Regions from separate parts of the Rattus norvegicus genome. Here region 2 is linked to region 1. Evidence: chromatin contacts called from public Hi-C data. All regions are on one chromosome and are shown on one strand. The core of a region is the stretch at or near the end of the contact, and the rest is flanking DNA. Distances in the headings are between cores, read along the strand shown.

Region 1 (2,573 bases), core at 36-2,535:
CAGGGCGCTGCTTGCCACAGCCTGGAATGACATTCTGCTACAGGCAGATTTATTTCTCAAAATTCCTCCCAGTTCCACTGTCTTTTTTTCATCTAGAAATACCTGAAAAGAGCCAGAGAGGCCACATCTCTCCTCAGGGGAGGGATATGTCTTTGAGAGAGGTCTGAGCTGACCCACCTCAGAGGAAGAGCTATGTTGGGTGGTGCAGGCTACATCCATTCAGAACAGAGAGAGAGAGGAAGCCTGGCTTACTCTGGGAAAGAGGCTGGTGACCGCATCAGAAAAGGGGAAATCCACCCTGAGGAAAGCCTGAGGGGCAGGCAAGGTCAGGCCCAGGAAGAGCGCTCCCAAAGGAAGTGACCAGCAGCTAGGCTTGGCTCTGATGGTTCCCGAGATAGAAGGACCCAGCAAATGGAGTTACTGTGCAGCCAAGCTTCATAAAAAGGACAATCAAGTGTAGTGTTAGAAGTCCACAGAACTGCGCTGGCTGAGGATAAAGTTACAGTTGCTGTTGAGGTGGACAGAGCTCGCCAATCCTTCTGAACTCAGACAAAAGACTGGTGTCTTTCCATACACCAGTGGCCCACGTGCATCTCGGGCAATCCTGTGGGCAGCATTTTGCTGCCTGTAGCTTATCTATCTACAGACTTTTCTTTCTTTCTTTCTTTCTTTTTTTTTGGTTCTTTTTTTTCGGAGCTGGGGACCGAACCCAGGGCCTTGCGCTTCCTAGGTAAGCGCTCTACCACTGAGCTAAATCCCCAGCCCCCAGACTTTTCTTTTGAATGGGCGGTAAGATTTTAAAAATTGTGGAAGCGCTTGCATTTTATGTTAAAACTCTTGCACACATTTTTCATATGCATCACAGATCTTAAATGCGAACATTTTTATGACAGTTGAAGATTCCATGAAGCATAGGCACACAAAACACCATGTGGGAAAATACCGGGGACATTGGCCTTGAACAAATCTTACTGTGAATAATCAGACCTGGCCAAGTTCCTCCATTCTGGCTGTGTTCTGGCTGTCTTCTCTTGGGACTCCAGTTTGCCCAGAAGGCACTGGTAAATGAGTCAAGACCTCTGGCGGAAGCAAGAATTGCTATCCACTGTCAGTCGTAGTAACTCTCAAGCCCAATCACCATACCCATGAATGTACAGACTGGCTAAACAGCAGGGCACTGCTAGAAATAGAATAGTAACCAAGGCCCTATCTGGAGAACCACAGGCAATGAATGGGGGATGGCTGTGCCCCAGCCATGCCTCAGGCTTGCCTGCATTCCATCAGACAGCCACACTGTGCTGCCAGGGGGTGTGGAGTGCTGAGAGCGTGTCATGTTTCCTAATCACCAAGGCTGCAGATTGCACAGATCTCGCACTGCCAAGTCTCACAGTTTTCTTGTTTACCTTGTAGATACCAGCAAAGCTGCTACTTTTCCATCTTCTGATGCACCGAAGAACAGGAAAGAGTGGCTGAATGTAGAGGAGGAGTCTCCCTACACAAAGGAGTGTGGAAAGATGTTCCTCTGCCTATCTCTGCCTATCTCATAAGTTCAAGCTGCCCAGACAAGGAGAAGAACCTTTGCAACGGTGTCACCAAGCTTACATCGCCTCACTATCCATTTGTCAACCCGAACAGACAAGCAACACACTTTCTAAATGTTGGGTAATTTCTAGCAATCATTCCCAGGCAAGACACCTGCTTGCTCTCCACCCAAATACATAAGATACTTCACTAACTGCTCACTGTGGGGTGCCCTCTTTGCATATTAGTAAGCTAGGGGAACCCTTGTTTGCAAGCACAGGCCCAGTGTTTTCCATATTGCAACATCTGTCTACAGAGTTATGATTGCCCCGGAATTTAGGGGCACGGCAGTTCAGATCTATTCTCTTCAGAGGCACGGATGCTCTCGGCTTCAGGCAAATGCTAATGATTTGCTCATCTCTTGGTGCAGGGCACACACACTTTTCAGGTAGTGATAGAGCGACAATCACTGTCATGGCTTGGACCTGTGTTATTGTTGACTGTTGTTTTTCCCCATTTTTATCTTTTCCCCCAGGAGCTGCTTCCTTGTGGGCTCCTGTCCTCGAAGGTAGAGCAGTGTGAACGGTCGCATCAAGCTCCTTGGAGAGGTATCACAACGAGGGCCACTTCAGCCTCTCAGGACTCCCAGGAGGAATCCATTACTGGAGCTGTTCTCTAGATAAAGAAACTGAGGCCCAAGCATAGAATCATTTGCTACAAAGAGTCCCATCCCTGAGCAGGACAGTGGCTCCAGAGCTGGTTTATAAACTTTGCTGCCTCCTTGGGCTCGTCCTGGACAAAACTGGATGCATGAGGTCATTAGAAACAGAAGGACCCTCTGCCTCATCTGTCAGTACTTGCTCATGCCCCAAGCTCATCTAGACTGAGGATGTTCAACTGGGATTTGCCTTCTGACCACAGCACACACAGCTAAGGCACAGACGGCTCCATGGGCCAACCCCATCACCTCTCAAAACCACAATTTTTTACTTCCAATAACGCAGAGCTGAGCTCTGGGTCTTGCAGGGAGATTCCAAGCATCATGACGTGGA
Region 2 (2,573 bases), core at 36-2,535, 69 kb before region 1:
CACCCTACTACACCAGCCATGGCTGTCCATACTGAACCCACTTTAGAGTTAGGGGGCCTGGCCCCCAACAACCGTCTGTCTCAAGTGAGCCTTGCCTCCACACTTTCAGAATGCCTTCCCTAGACATTTCCCTGGGGCCCAGCTCTCTGTTCTCCTTTGGGTCAGGCCACTCACTCTGTATAGCACACCAACAGGGGAACCCCTGAGGTGCTGCAGGCCACAGCTCTTTACAGAAGACAAGCCCTGGGCACCTTTGTGTTTCCTGAAGCCTTGGTGCTTAGCAGGCAGTAAACTGTTCATCAGCACAGCCTACGAATGAACGGCGGTCACCCCCCACCCCCAGGGAAAAGAGCCACACAATCTTCCTCGGAGAAATCTTTCTCGGAGAAATTTAACAGGCCTTCCAGGCACCTCACAGCTTGTCCTAGAAATGACCGGTTGAAAGGCACAGCAAACTGGCCAGCTCTCCAGTATCCATATGCTCCTCAAGTGAAAGGTACCTAGCACCATGGAGACCAGCATCCTTGTCACAACACTACAGGATACACATCACCTGTATCTTGACCTAAGCTGACCACAGTCACAGAGCATTGGGGCATCGGATGCGGCCTGTAGTGACACTCAAAGGGTCTGGTTTGGGTGAGTCATGCATCGTCTAGGGCTCTGATGGCTCTCAAGCAATTCTTCCCTGAAAAACTCTTGCAAAGATAGGGAAGGGGGTCTCAGGATCCAGTGAGCTCTTGGTTGTCCCACTCTCAGTTCGTCAGATGCCAGCCGAACTAGTTTTGCAATGCCCTGCCCAGGATGTGGACATCGTGGAGACCACAATGCAAGCCACCAAGGAAAGGGAACTCTCTTGAGAAATGACTCCATCTGAGGTAGTGGAAATAAAGAGACCCAGCAGGCAACCCCAAGTCACAGGATCAGAAAAACATAGCAGGAGGCTCTAGGAGAGATTGAGATAGATGAAACCACCAGGACACAGGGGAACAGAAGTCCTCAGGGTCTCTCTGCCTCTGCTTAGAAACCTGGACTCTGTAGGCAGTTGGTCACAGAGACCCACTGGCTCTGGTGGGGGTCAGCCTCCCTGTAAGAAGAAGCAGTCCCCATCTGTCCCCATTGTTGTCTCAACAACTAAACTGAGCCATTCCTCTCTCTGATAGATCAGAAACTAAAAATGGCCACTGGAGGCTTTTCCGTGTGCTGGTGGGCTTGGAGCTCACCAGTGGGGACAAGAGCACTCTGCCACCTGTTGTATGAGTCCTGTCCTTGTTCTTCTGTGCACCCCAAGAATGGGTGTCCCACCCAGATCCTGTAGGCTCTGCCCATGTCCTTGACACATGGGTTACTGTTAGGGCCAGGCTAGTGTGTGTGCAAGTTCCGTGCGAACAAGTCTGCCAGGCTTCTAGTTTCCCAGGGCTCTGTTGCTCTCCCTTCTAGCCTGCATCTGGGCCAGTTCCTGGGAACAGGAATGGAGACACAGGCTCAGCAGATGCTACCAGAGTCTGCTTTGATAGGAGACCAGGCAACTGTACCTCTCATTCTTAGCTGATGCTTCAAATTCACTCATGTCTTCCACGAGCCTCCTATTGGAGGCTACCTCTCTAGTCCAGGAAAGACCTGCTCAGTGGTGTTCATTGGCAGTCAGGCCTACCTCATACAAAACACACCAGTACCTTTCACTCTGAATTCTGTTCCTTTCCAGCGGGGGTTAGAGCCATGGGTGGCCATGATGATTCTCAGACAAAGAGGGGAACCCCTGATTCCTTATTGTTGGAGGAGGACAGTGAGGTGAGGACTGACTTCAAGATAGGGTGCTGGAAGGCCTGAGTGCTGTTTGCCACCCCCTGTTAGATGAGAAGTGCCTGGGCAGAGGAAGCAGTCAGGCCTCCCTGGTGAGTATGGGTGGGTGTCACAAGGAAAGGCCTCAGGATCAGTGCTGGGGTGGAAGTGGGGTGCCCCCCCCACGGCTTACCTCCTTCCTTTCCTTCAGGTTCGTCAACATGACAATGGTGGCTGACCTTTGCTCCCAGACCATTCTCCAGAAGTCATTCACTGTCTCCTGCTTGGGGCCTGCATGCAGAGAGGAGGGTTAGGGTGAAGGAGCCATCTAAACTTTGTTCACGAATTCAGCCTTGGAAGGATCATACCTTCCCCCAGGCGCATGGCAGGCCCTGCAGCCTGGAAACTTTCTATACAGCCAGAGTTCGGGTGGCCATGCTGATTTATGGGCAAAAGAAAACGGGACCACAGGAAGACGGCAGAGGGCCATGTTTGCTCTGCATTCATAGTGGCTGCGAGCCACCACACGCTTGGGTCCCTCAGCGTCACAGGTCCCCTCCAGCACTGCTAAACTGGAATGTGAGTGTGAGCACACGTGTGCTTACGTGGAAAAGAGGGACAGGGAGAAGGAAGGAAAGGGAGGGAGGGGTCAGGAAGAAGAACCTCCTCTGTCCTTTGTCCACTTCCTGCCTGAATATGACACAGTGCCTAGGGGCATAACAACTCTTGAGCTCCTAAGGCTAAAACTTCTATGCTGAGGAGAAGGGGACAGGAGACAAAGAAATCCTTCC

Evidence for each region. A called contact is a pair of places that touch in the nucleus more often than the background predicts.
Region 2: a contact with region 1 is called in a Hi-C map of the A7r5 cell line, with 3 times the contacts expected there. The contact joins two enhancer-like sites. A contact is called at or near these places in 2 of 12 Hi-C or Micro-C datasets (the A7r5 cell line and the Rat2 cell line).

The regions. Positions count from the first base shown.
Region 1 is chr1:199,831,368-199,833,940 of GRCr8, reverse strand. The region is part of intron 1 of Ptpre (protein tyrosine phosphatase, receptor type, E); the gene reads right to left. Among named protein-coding and RNA genes, the nearest start is that of Ptpre, 58 kb to the right of the region's middle. Within about 2 kb of position 1,285, at least 20 of the 93 cell types and tissues checked have an H3K27ac peak or open chromatin away from gene starts, as enhancers often do.
Region 2 is chr1:199,900,238-199,902,810 of GRCr8, reverse strand. It overlaps Ptpre (protein tyrosine phosphatase, receptor type, E), which reads right to left. Exons shown (of 21, transcript NM_053767.2): 10 at 1,976-2,073. Among named protein-coding and RNA genes, the nearest start is that of Mki67, 51 kb to the left of the region's middle. Within about 2 kb of position 1,285, at least 3 of the 93 cell types and tissues checked have an H3K27ac peak or open chromatin away from gene starts, as enhancers often do.